Linked DNA regions of Pan troglodytes: region 1 is linked to region 2. Evidence: chromatin contacts called from public HiChIP or PLAC-seq data. All regions are on one chromosome and are shown on one strand. The core of a region is the stretch at or near the end of the contact, and the rest is flanking DNA. Distances in the headings are between cores, read along the strand shown. Region 1 holds the start of GDF5 (growth differentiation factor 5). Region 2 holds the start of EDEM2 (ER degradation enhancing alpha-mannosidase like protein 2).

What was found. HiChIP or PLAC-seq counts read pairs in DNA pulled down with a chosen protein or histone mark.
Region 1: an H3K4me3 HiChIP or PLAC-seq map of stem cell-derived excitatory neurons shows a contact between it and region 2, with 10 times the contacts expected there. The contact joins the promoter of GDF5 here to the promoter of EDEM2 in region 2. A contact is called at or near these places in 1 of 7 Hi-C or Micro-C datasets (stem cell-derived neural progenitor cells) and 1 of 1 datasets of contacts at active chromatin or transcription factors (stem cell-derived excitatory neurons).

What each region holds. Positions count from the first base shown.
Region 1 is chr21:41,669,337-41,675,665 of NHGRI_mPanTro3-v2.0_pri, forward strand. It overlaps GDF5 (growth differentiation factor 5), which reads right to left and starts at 3,280. Exons shown (of 2, transcript XM_530287.8): 1 at 2,350-3,280. The coding sequence starts at 2,980.
Region 2 is chr21:41,383,539-41,390,813 of NHGRI_mPanTro3-v2.0_pri, forward strand. EDEM2 (ER degradation enhancing alpha-mannosidase like protein 2) reads right to left here and starts at 1,460. Exons shown (of 11, transcript XM_514601.5): 1 at 1-1,460. The coding sequence starts at 23.

The DNA of each region.
Region 1 (6,329 bases), core at 2,030-4,529, 290 kb after region 2:
AAGCCAAGAGCCAAACCACTGAGAGCCTTTTTGAAAATGAGAGCACTTCCTACATAGCCGACCAAGTAGGGGTGTTCACCTGAAGATGTGGCTGGGGATGATTTGCGTGATTCTGGTGTTTGTGTCATGATATACGTGTTATCAGAGATTTATCAGCTTTGTAACTGCCTTCTACCTATCTCTCTCCCAGCCATGAGCTAACGTGATGTCTCATTTGTGAGATAGGTGGAGTGAGCATTAAAATTACTCCTGTTGACTGGGCACAGTGGCTCACACCTGTAATCCCAGCACTTTGGGAGGCTGAGGTGGGTGGATTGCTTGAGCTCCGGAGTTCGAAACCAGCCTGCATAACATGGTGACACTCTGTCTCTACAAAAAATACAAAAATTAACCAGGCATGGTGGCGTGCACATGTAGTCCCAGCTACTCAGGAGGCTGAGGTGGGAGGATTGATTGACCCCAGGGAGGTCAAGGCTTCAGTGAGCCGTGAATTCGCTATTGCACTCCAGCCTGGGCAACAGAGAAAGACCCTGGCTAAAAAAAAAAAAAAAAAAATACACGCTTTTCCAGAGGAGAATCCCAAGGTTCAGAGAAGTTAGATGACTTGCTCAAATTCTCAGCTGCTTCCACCATCCCTTAAAGGAGACCTTGGTGCTCTTGTTATGCAGATGAGGCAGAGATGGGGAGTGACTTGACTAAGGTCACACAGCAAGTTAATGACAAAGCTGGTCCACACTGACCTACAGCCCAATTTTCCTGGCTTTCCAGTGCAAGGATTTTGTTGCCTATGTGTCCTACTCTCCTGAGCATGTGCGTATGTTACAGTTGTATGCATGTGTGTGATTGGGTTCATGTGTGAATATGAAAGAGTGTATATGTTAATGACGCATTATATGTATAAATGATTGGGCTTGTGTGACTATTATGAAGAGCACATATATGTATATGCATGATTGATCTTGTGTGTGTATGTAAGAAGGTGTGTGTGCACATACATATGTGTGTGATTCAGCACGTGTGTACGTGTGTGATTCAGCACATGTGTGTGTGAGTCAGCATGCATGTACATGTGTGATTCAGCATGTGTGTATAAACATAAGGCTATGTATGTGTATGTGAGAAGCTCAGTAGTATCTCCGAATCAGCATGCCCTCCTTCCTAAATAGCAGTTTGCCATTGGGGAGCTTTCATATATTGCTCTAGAAGGTGACTAATTAGGCCTTTAAACTCCCCATCTCCCCCTCTCCAAGCTCCCTTAGTGCTGGGGGGCACACGGACTTATTTTATGAGCCCCCAAGGGGTCACAGCTTTCCCTGGCTGGGCAGGCAGCCAGACCACCTCCCCCACCTCAGCCAGACCTGCTGCCTCTGTGCCTCCCCCGCCCCCTGGCAGCCCCCTCCAGGCCAGCTCTAATGAGGAGCCTCTCCCACCCTCTGACCCCTCCCCCACCCTGCCAGCCTAGGACCAGAGCAAATGAGCTGCAGGCAACTTGAGCGACCAACAGCCCACCTCCCTCTTCACACTAGGAAGAAACTGAGGCCCTGAGAGGGGGAGGGACTTGCTTAGATCACACAGCAAGTGGAGAGGAAAAGCTGCAACAGTAACATTAGGTGGGCCGAGAGAGACAGAGGGGAGCAGGTAGTCTCTGGAGTTAATGAGGAGAATGAGGCATGTTCAGGACAGGACCTAAAGTTTTCATGTTGGAAGGGCTCTCAGAAACCACCCTGTCCAACCCCATATAGGTGTACAGATGGGAAAACGGAGACCCCAAGTGAGAAGGAGCTTTCCCAAGGTCATACTGCGAGTTAGGCCCTGGGTCTGCTCCCTCCCCATGTATCTGAACATCATTCCATGACTCCAAGATGCCCCATTTACTGTGTGCACCTCTCTTGCCTCCTCTAGCCCCTTGCCTGAGGGCAAAGTTGCAGAAGCATGGGGACCTCAAGATTCATTTCTTTCTCTGCTGTCTGAGACCACCTACAAACCTCTGGAGCTTGGAAAGTTCGGCCAGCCCAGCAGATACAGATGCACAACTGAGTAATCAAGTCTCGGAATCTGGTCTCCAACTCTGCCACGAACTGGCAGGTCTTGTCTTCTCTCTAGGCTTTAGTGCCCACTCTGCACCTTGCAGGCGTTGGACCTGGTGCTTCCTAGGTGCCCTCCAGCCCTGATGTGTGGGCAGCCTAGGATCTGCTATGTGTGAGATATGTGTCAGTGTCCCCAGACACCCACCCCGGGCCAGATGCACACAGTGTCTCCCACCAGGGCAGTGCCAGGGCTTTGAAAGCCCCTCCATTCATGCAGATGCCCCTCCCTCTGAGCCGTGCCCCTGCCACCCCACCCCCTCACCTTGCCCTTTGTCAATAAAGCTGGTGATGGTGTTGGCCAGGCCAGCCTCCAACTTCACGCTGCTGTTGCCTCCCTTTCTGTCAGCATCGGACAGCGTCCTGTACAGCGAGAGCATGTACTCGTGGGGTGTGATGGGGGGTGGGCGAAACGGCTCCTTGGGCTCTCGTGGGGGCCCGGGCTCCCTGGCCTTCTTCAGCAGGAAGGAGCTGGGGACAGATCCTGCTTTTGGGGGTGCCTTGCCTCCGGGAAGCTGTCCTTTTGGGGTCACAGTCCGGGCTGTAGCCTGCCTTGTTTGGGGAGGGTGTCCTGGCTTGGGTTCAGGGCCGCCCGGTCTGGGGGGCAGCTTTTTGGGTTCATCCTTCTTGGGCTGTGTCAGGCCTCCTTTCTGCCCGGTGCCTCCCTTTGCCCTGGCATTGGCATTGGTGGCCCCCCCACCATAGCTGTGACCCCCTGGCCTGAAGACGTTCCGGGCCAGGGGGGGCCTCTCCTTGGCCTCTGCTTTGGCCAATCCTGGCCTGGTCCCCTGGGGTCTCTGGCCCAAGTCAGGGGCACCCAACACAGTGCAGATGAATTCCAGGTCCAGCCAAGCCAGGTACCAAAGCAATAAAGTGAGGAGTTTGGGGAGTCTCATCCTCTGGCCAGCCGCTGAATGACACCAAAGAGAACAGCGGCAGCAGCGAAGGTGCCTCTGGTTTGGCAGGAAAAACCATGAAAGGAGTGGACTTTCAAAAGCAGCGGCAGCAGCAGTAGCAGCAGAAGGAAAGGCTTTCTCCTCAGTCTGAGACTCTTGAAGTCTGCCGGGTGTGTGTTTGTATCCAGTCCCATAGTGGAAATGCTCTCGTATCCAGACGTGCACCGTCTCCAGTCAGCAGCTGAAAATAACTCGTTCTTGAAAGGAGAAAGCCGACCGCCCCCTTTCTCCTGCACAACTGACTGAGGGCTTGAAGGAGGCTTGTATAAGGCTGAGGGATTTTTCCAAGAAGGAAGAATGGCGTAATGCTGCCTGTGTGCTCCAGTTTTTTTTTCCCCCTAGTTTTGAATCCTTTCCAGTGAAAATACTTCACACACACACACACACACACACTCACAGGCCTGCAGGTGCTCAGAAAAATCTTTTACAAACCTGAACTCAGGAATTGGAAACGGAATTCCAACCCAAACCAATTTAATTACTCTCTGATGTCATGCTGTCTAAACTCATTTAAGTGCGATATATTTATGTGAAAAAAATCACCACTGCCCTTTCGAGGCCATGGCTCACGGGGGCTCCTGGCACGGAGCCCCGCAGCGGGACTCTAGGCTTAGGGGGCCTCCCCCTCCACGGGGCAGACTCAGGGGTCTTCACCTCCACCTCATGGAGCAGCCCACCCCACTTTCCCGAGGAGAGATGCTGAAGAATGAGCTCAAAGATCTTAAGCCCCAGAAGCATGGGGAGTGTGGGTTTGTAGTTAAGTCCTTAGAGTGTTTTTAAAGCAGTTTCAACTCCTGCATCTAGTCTGGGACCTGATTTGTTATGCGTGTGTGTGTGTGTGTGTGTGTGTTTATGTGTGTCTGTGTGTGTGTGTGCCTGTGTGTGTGTATTGGGAGTAGGGACAGCACAGATGGCAGCATTTACCCACATTTTCTTTTATTTTAATAAACTTGTGGTGACCCAGAGACTGAAAAATATCAGTGCCCACTACACCCCCTCCCTACCCCCAAATCCCATTGACTGAGTGCATATTCTTCAGGCTTGGGGGCACTGCCGCCCTTAAGTTCACTCCTTGGATGGCGGCAGGTCCAGGGTGTACCCCACCACCACCCCGGCAGAGACGTCCTCTGAGTTTTCTTAGAAAAGACTGGCAGAGTCTGGGGCAGCAGCGGCCCCTACAGGAGGCTGGAAAAGCCATTTCCCACATGACGCTTTTTTTTTTTTTTTTTTTTTTTTTTTGAGACGGAGTCTCGCTCTGTCGAGTGCAGTGGCATGATCTCAGCTCACTGCAATCTCTGCCTCCCAGGTTCACGCCATTCCCCTGCCTCAGCCTCCCCAGTAGCTGGGACTACAGGCCCCTGCCACCACACCTGGCTGATTTTTTATGTTTGTAGTAGAGATGGGGTTTCACCATGTTAGCCAGGATGGTCGCGATCTCCTGACCTCGTGATCTGCCCGCCTCGGCCTCCCAAAGTGCTGGGATTACAGGCGTGAGCCACCAATTTCCCACATGATGTTTTTCTGGTAGCTCTGGAAGGTCTGAATTCCAGCTGAACTCAAGGGTTTCTTAAAGTGCCTCATTGAAGTATGGAAGATCCCTTCCTCTGGGGAACCTTCGCCGTAGAGCCCCTGGGCAACTTAACACAGGGTCAGCGGGGAAAGCTGTTCGCTTCACCTGAAATATCCTCCTCTCTCTCTCCCACAACTGGAGGAAGCACTCCACATCCTGAGAAGTTTAGCTGAAAATTTACCTCCTTCGGGAAGCCTTTCCTCGTCTCCAGACAGAGCCAATTACCCCTTCTGTACATTTCTCTACAACAACACTTGTCACGCTGTAAGAAGGATGGCGGGGGAGAAGCAATAGTCAGATAGGCTTCCTTCTTTTTTTTTTTTTTTTTTTTTTGAGACAGAGTCTCACTCTGTCACCTAGGCTGGAGTGCAGTGGTGCGATCTTGGCTCACTATAATCTCCACCTCCTGGGTTCAAACGATTCTCCTGCCTTAGCCTCTCGAGTAGCTGGGACTACAGGTGCACACCACCATGCCTATCTATTTTTTGTATTTTTAGTAGAGACGGAGTTTCACCATGTTGGCCAGTCTGGTCTCGAGCTCCTGACCTCAAGTGATCCACCCACCTTGGCCTCTCAAAGTGCTGGGATTGCAGGCATCTCTACCAAAAATACAAAAAATTAGCCGGGTGTGGAGGCAAAGGTTGCAGTGAGCCGAGATCGCACCACTGCACTCCAGCCTAGGTGACAGAGCTAGAGTCCATCACACACACACAAAATAAGTAAATAAATAATATTAATAAAATAAAAAAATTAAAAACAGGCTTGTTCCCACTGAACCAGTCCTCTCTGGCATCCCTCCCTTCACTCCCTCCTCACCACCTCCATCACTGCCCTGTCCTCCTCATTGCTTGCCTCGCTATGATTCTCCCCTATAACTGGCTTCTAGGCCTCCAGGCTCTTTCTGGTTCAACCCTCTACTAAAAGCTACCCATCAAACAAGTGCCAACCCACGTGCCACCTCCTCCATGAAGCCTTCTTGCATCCTCCAGAAAATGCACACTCCCCCTGAGCTGCCATCACACATTTTCTGTGCTCTTTTACATTTTTTGGCAGCTGAAAGTTTATTCAGTCTCTGCCTCTGCCCCCTATCCCAACACAGTTTGTTTCTTCCACTCTGTATTTTGTCATATTTTAAAATCATAACTTAATTCCTTATAACTATAATAATTTCTTTACATACCTGTCTCTCCCATTAGATTATGACTAGACTGTGCCATATTTATCTTTGAATTATACCCAGTGCTTGGCACAGGGCCCAGCACACAGCAGCTCTCAGTACGTGTTATATGAATAAATTAATCTCTAACTGGCCCTTATTTACAAAAATCATCATTTTCTACTTTGAGGTGTAGTTATTTGTGGACATAACCTGCCTTTCCCATTAGACTCTAAGTTCCTTGAAGGGAAGAATTGTCTTGCCACTTCTTAAGCATTTTGTAAGCTCAGAGAGTGAATAAATGAATGAGTTGAACAACCACAATGTCTCTGTACATGGCTTGATAAAGAGCAAGGATTCTGGAGACAAACAGACCTGGTTTTGAAGCTTGGTTCTGCTATTTATGTATTGTGTGATCTTGGGAAGCCTCTAAACCTCTCTGAAACTCTAAACAGTGATAACGATAGTGCTTACCTCACAGGACTCTTGTTGGAGATTCAATGAAGTAAATTGCGGCCAGGCGCAGTGGCTCACGCCTGTAATCCCAGCACTTTGGGAGGCCG
Region 2 (7,275 bases), core at 210-2,709:
GGGATGAGCAGCCGGAAAGGCATAGAGCTCGTGTCCTCTCAGCGCCCCCGCAGCAGCAGCAGCCACTGCAACCAGCTCATCCTGGGAGCTGCTGCGGGTTCTTCCGGGGATCCGCGCCACTGCGCCTGCGCGCTGAGAAATCAGCCTCTCACTTCCGGACTACAAGCCCCAGAATGCAATGGGCAGTGAAACGCGGCCGAAGAGCAACTTCGGATATACGGTTTCCGCAACACTGATCAACGTGTCTTAAAGTCAGTGGCTGTTGTTACTACTGTTATTAATTAATGTTTTAATAATAACAGCTAGCATGTATTGAGCACTTATTGTGTACTAGTACTGTACGGAGCATTTAAAATGCATTCTCTCATTTTTTTCAACAACCTTATTAAGTATGAAGGCAGGGTAAGCATGAGAAATGTTCAGCCTTTACTATTATTATCTAGCAGGACGAGCCGCAGACAAAACTCCTCAGACACCGGGTTAAAGAAGGAAGGAGCTTTATTCGGCCGGGAGCGTCAGCTGACTCACTTCTCAAAAACGGAGCTCCCCGAGTGAGCAATTCCTGTCCCTTTTAAGAGCTTACAACTCTAAGGGGGTCCGCGTGAGAGGGTCGTGATTGATTGAGCAAGCAGGGGGTACGTGACTGATTACCGGTGCACCGGTAATCAGAACGGAACAGAACAGGATAGGGATTTTCACAATGCTTTTCCATACAATGTCTGGAATCTATAGATAATATAACCGGTTAGGTCAGGGGTCGATCTTTAATTACCAGGCCTGGAATGCAGCGCGGGGCTGTCTGACTACTGATTTCACTTCTGTCTTTCTTTTAACTCCTGCATTTTCTTTGAGGCAGAAATTGGGCATAAGACAATATGAGGGGTGGTCTGCTCCCTTATTTAGGGATATTGAGTTTCCCAAACCAGTTACTTGTTGATTGTATAAGATACAACTCACATTTATTTGTCCAAAACTTCAATTTTTTTTTTTTTAAACCTCTTGCATTTTCCGATGCTGTCACTCTTGAGGTTTCCTGAAATCCCGTCAGTTCTAGGAATTCATGACATTTCTCTCCTCCCAATTTGGGATGTGGTTACACAATCATGGTCCCTTCAGTCTCCATCTCAAACCGGAAGCTTACCCCATCAGCCCTGTAGAATGTCTTAGGTAAGAATGAATACTCTGGTTGGGCGCGGTGGCTCACGCCTGTAATCCCAACATTTTGGGAGGCTGAGGTGCATGGATCACCTCAGGTTAAGAGATAGAGACCAACCTGGCCAACATGGTGAAACCCCGTCTTTACTAAAAATACAAAAATTAGCCAGGGGTGGTGGCGGGTGCCTGTAATCCCAGCTACTCGGAAGGCTGAGGCCGGAGAATCGCTTGAAACCGGAAGGCGGAGGTTGCAGTGAGCGAGGATCGCGCCACTCCACTCCAGCCTGGGCAAAACAGCAAAACTCCATATCAAAAAAAAAAAAAAAAAAAAAAAAGATGAATGACTACCCTAGGGCACTATAGCTTTCAGGAGGTTTATGATCCATTTCTCCATTTCCCTTATTCCCAAGTTTCTAAAATTTGGTCAGCACCTTAGACCACAGCAACACCCATGACTTTGGTCAGTGTGACATGCGGTAGAACCAACCCTGGATTTGAAGTCAGATCTAGGATCCAGTTAATTACAACTCTGTCACTCATCTATAACCAGTGTATGTGACCCTCTCCTTCTCTGGGGCTAGCATCCTTGTCTATAAATAATGAGGAGTTTGAACAAATGGATCTTTGAGATCCTTTTCGGTCGAGCTTTCTATGATTCTAGGATTGGCTATCTCCTATTTGCTGAAAAAGTCAGATGGAAGTGATAGCTCAGTTTGTTGAGCCAGAGTGCAGCCAGGCTTTGTCTCCTTTGGTCCCACATCCCTGAAAACATCCCCCAAGTAAGTGTCTCAAAATGCTATCCGTTGACAGAATTAAATCCCTGACAACCCAGAGAGATTGAGGTGATATAGCCTAGAGGCTAAAAGTATGGGCTTTATATTTGGGCAGACCTGAGTTGGAGTACGAGCTTCATCACCTGTTAGGATGTGACCCTGCCAGTTTTTCTCTGAGCCTCAGTTATCTCATCTGTACAATAGGAATAATATTAGTACCTAGTTAATAGGATTGTGAGGATTTGGTGAGCTATTGCATGTAAAGTGCCTGGCATAGTGTCTGGCAGAAGAGACACTCAGTAAATATTAGGATGTATTTATTTATTTATTTATTTATTTATTTATTGAGATGGAGTTTCATTCTTGTCACCCAGGCTGGAGTGGTGCTATCTCAGCTCACTGCAACCTCCGCCTTCTGGGTTCAAGTGATTCTCCTGCCTCAGCTTCCTGAGTAGCTGGGATTACAGGCGCCTGCCACTGCGCCCAGCTAATTTTTATATTTTTAGTAGAGAAGGGGTTTCGCCATGTTGGCCAGGCTGGTCTCGAACTCCTGACCTCAGGTGATCCACCCACCTCGGCCTCCCAAAGTGCTGGGATTACAGGCATAAGCCACCGTACCCAGCCTGGGATGTTTTTAGAAACTCTTCTTGGCCGGGCGCGGTGGCTCACGCCTGTAATCCCAGCACTTTGGGAGGCCAAGGTGGGCGGATCACAAGGTCAGGAGTTCAAGACCAACCTGGCCAATATGGTGAAACCCTGTCTCTACTAAAAATACAAAAATTGGCCGGGAGTGGTGGCAGACGCCTGTAGTCCCAGCTACTCAGGAGGCTGAGGCAGGAGAATCGCTTGAACCCGGGAGGTGGAGGTTGTAGAGGTTGTAGTGAGCCGAGATCAAGATCAGGCCACTGCACTCCAGCCTGGGAGACAGAGCGATACTCTGCCTCAAAAAAAAAAAAACAAAACAAACAAACAAACAAACAAAAACTCTTCTTGGGGCTTCCAAATGGAAGGGAAAGGAGATGACAGTAAGCTGAGACCTGGATAACAACACAGGAGCACTGTATTCGTTTCCTGTGATTCCTGCAACAAATTACCACAAACCAAGTGGCTTAAAGCAACAGAAATTTATTCTCTCGCAGTTTGGGAGGTCAGGAGCCTGAAATCAATTTCACTGGGCTAAAATTAAGTTATTGACAGGGCCACACCCACTCCAAAGGCTCTAAGGGATAATCCCTTCCTTGCCTCTCTAGATTCTCCTGACTGCTGGCATTCCTTGGCTTATGGTTGTATCACTCCAGTATGTGCCCGTGCCTTCATATCGCCTTCTCTGTGGATGTGTCACATCTCCTTCTGCTTTTCTCTTATAAGGACATTTATAATTGCATTTAGGACCCCCCCCGCCCCCTCCCCAACCCAGATAATACAGGATAAACTCCCATTCCAAGATTTTTAACTTAATCACATCTAGGGAAAAAAAAAAACAAACACCATTTTTCCAAATAGAGAAACATTTACAGTTTCCAGAGATTAGGACCTGGACTTTAGGGGGCTGTTTCCAGCCTAGCGCAGGGACTAAATATTTTTCAGACCTGGGCCTTTCCCTGTGACGAAATTCACCTTCTCCATATTATAAATCCTATAGCTTATCTTTTTGTCTCCCATTCAAAATTCTAGTGTGGATAAAACTTTTGCAGGAAGGGTGGGTTCAGGTTGCCTGGATTTGGTAACGATAGGTCTCTCTTTATGAGCAAGATTGAAACACTCATGATTTTCCTTTATATTCTTTTTCTAGCTTGATGTCATTTTCCACACTGTCACTGAACAAATAAAACCATGACTTAAGTTTTCACAATTCATGTGACTAATTTCATAGTTCTCTAATGAGAATAAAAAAATTGTTTTACCCTCTGGAAAGTATCAGGACTCTTCTTTCTCTCACTCTGTGTTTATGATATTGGATTCTAGAAGGTTATGACCCACCAGTGAAGTGTCACACTTGAGCATTTACTTGTGAAGAGACTCAGGGTAAGTTGCCTACCTCTCTGAGACTCAATTTCCTATTGTAAAATACAGAAATTGATGAGGCCATAAAGGAATTCTGGGAATTAAATGGGATAATGAAAGTGAACATTCTCAGCACAGTGACTGGTATATCTTAAGTTCTTGATACATATTAATTCTCTTCCCTGCCTCCCCAACTCTTCTTTTTTTTTTAAGGCAGGGCAGTTGTTTCCATTTACTGAGCATCTGCCCCGAGTCATCCAAGGTGTTATAGGCAATAGTTCCTACCCTCAAAAGTTTGAGGCACAGTGCTGAGCATATAACTAAGATTCCAAAATAATCAAGTCATAGTCCTTTCCCTTGAAGTGCTTGCAATTTTGTTAGAAGGGGAAGATGTCAATTGGAGAATACTTGGAATCATAGGGTGTTCAAGTCTTCCCTGTGGGTGAATAGAGTTTGGAGGGAGCTCAGATCACATCAGTATCTGAGGCCAATGTCCTCGGACTCTGTGTTCAGTGGAACAAGACTTGGACTGGTTGTCGGAAACCCTTGGTCTTGTTACTTGTTTATCCACTATCTCTGTGTGATCTCGGGCAAGTCATTTTCCCTTTTGGGGACTCAGTTTCCATATCTGGAAGATGAAAGAGTGAGACTATCTCTCAGCACAAGGAAAATATTAACAGATCCATACAGTTATTGCAAAAAATCAGAAAACAGAATTCAACACACATCGACTGCACAAATTTCCCCCAGAAACATCCATGAAGCAGAATAAAACAGTGGGACAGCATTCCAAATGGAATTTGACTATTTGCCAACTAAACAAGGAAGAGGAGGGGGATGGGGAGGGGGACAAGAAGAAGGAGAAGGAGAAAATAGTCACATGTATTGATAATAGCGAACATTTACATAGCAAGTAATGTTCTTTGTACTTTACATCCATCAACACCATTAATCCTTACCACAACCCTCTGAGAAAGTGTCATTATCACCATTTTATAAACCAAAAACCTGAAGCACAGATTCAAAGAATTGAAGAAAGATTTAGCAACTTAATCAATGTCTCATACCGAGTAAGTAGAAGAGTCAAGATATGGACCCAAACAGCCTATACTCTAACGCATTAATGAAAATAATGACAAATATATAAATAAAAGGCCAATACAGAATTCAACAATGGAGATCTGGCGAACTGCTACAGTGTCCTCTAGCTTTAGCTTCATGTGGTTTTAGGGTCAACATTTCCTTCCCTTTTGCTAGAAAGTTAGAGGGAAAAGCTCAGTTCCCTGAAGTTGGAAGCTAAGGCATTTTAGATCCCCTTTGGCCAAGTACACTCGACCTCTTTTAGCAGGGAAGAATCCTTTTTGTAGCATCTGGAGGTCATTTGGTTCTCCCAACTCCCAAAGCAGGGCTTGCACAATACATACTTTTGACTTGCCAAAAAATAAGTTTATCCGTGGGAAATTTCCCATCTGTTGCTTTGTAGAAATGCTTGAACTTTGCATGCAGTATGTCCAAACATTTCGATCGACTCCCTGGTTAGAGTCTCAGACCTCGTTATTATTATTTTTTGAGATGAGAGTTTTACTCTCGTCACCCAGGCCATAGTGCAGTGGCGTGATCTTGGCTCACCACAACCTCCACCTCCTGGGTTCAAGCGATTCTCCTGCCTCAGCCTCCCGAGTAGCTGGGATTACAGGCATGCGCCACCATGCCCGGCTAATTTTTATATTTGTGGTAGAGACAGGGTTTTGCCATGTTGGCTAGGCTGGTCTCGAACTCCTGACCTCAGGTGATCCGCCCACCTCAGCCTCCCAAGGTGTTGGGATTACAGGCATTAGCCACCGCGCCTGACCTTACACTTTTATTCTTATTTTATTTTTCTTCTTTTTGAGATAGGGTCTCACTCTGTCACCTAGGCACTATCACCACTCACTTCAGCCTCGACTTCCCAGGCTCAAGTGATCTTTCCACCTCAGCCTCCCAAGCAGCTGGGACCACAGATGCGTGACACTATGCCCAGCTAATTTTTAATTTTTCTGTAGAGACAAAGTCTCGCTGTATTGCCCGGGCCGGTCTTGAACTCCTGGGCTCAAGCAATCCTACCGCCTTGGTCTCCCAAAGTGTAGAGATTACAGAAATGAGCCACCACACCTGGCCTCAGACCACGTTTTTATTATGCTCATATTCCAAGTGAACTCAGACCTGTAGCTAAATCTGCCACAGAATTGTGCACTTTAAAATGGTTCAGATGGTAAGTTGTGTCACATGTATTTTGTCACAATTTCTTAAAAGTTAAAAAGTGAGGCTGGGCACAGTGCCTCAAGCCTGTAATTCCAGCACTTTGGGAGGCTGAGGCGGGTGGATTGCTTGAGCCCGGGAATTTGAGACCAGCTTGGGCAACATGGCAAAACCCTGTCACTACAAAAAAAAAAAAATTAGCAGGGTGTTGTGGCATGTGTCCATAATCCCAGCTACTCAGGAGGCTGAGGTGGGAGGGTGGAATAAATGGAATGTGATCCAACAAAATTATTATTATTATTATTTTGATGATGTCTGTTGCCCTTTTGAAATACCCAATTCTGGCAGGGTGCAGTGGTTCATGCCTGTAATCCCAGCACTTTGGGAGGCCGAGGTGGGCAGATCACCTGAGGTCAGGAGTTTGAGAGCAGCCTGGCCAACAAACCCCATCTCTACTAAAAATACAAAAATTAGCCAGGTGTGTTGGCGAGCGCCTGTAATCCCAGCTACTTGGGAGGCTGAGGCATGAGAATTGCTTGAACCTGGGAGGTGGAGGTTGCAGTGAACCGAGATCATGCCACTGCACTCCAGCCAGGGCGACAGAGCGAGACTCTGTCTCAAAAGAAAAAAAAAAAAAAGAAATACCCAATTCTTTCACAGAAAATATGTTCTTATTGGCTGGCAGGGAGAGGGGTGGTTGGTAAATGGGAAAAGGGTGCTTCCTTTGCTGATATCCAAAGCAGATACTTTCTCTGCCTATTTGATGATACAAAACTAGCCCTACCACACCAGGCTAAGGGAGAGAAGAGGATCCGTGTCCCACAGAATTCCCCCTATTAGCCTACCTGCCCCATAGCCCCCAAACTCTGCTGCTAATCAACTGTGCCAGGTCAGGAAGAAAGAAACTGGAGGGAAAGAAGAAGCCTAATAGATTGAAAATCCCTTCAGCAAACATTTTTTGAGAGCCTTATAACTGTTAGTGTCTACTGAATTAAACTTACTAGTGTTAAGAAAAATTATCTGAAACATGTTACTAAGGTAAAAAGATGATTGTGTGACTTTTTGCTGTCATGATAAAGCATTGACTAGCAAGTCTACTTGTCAT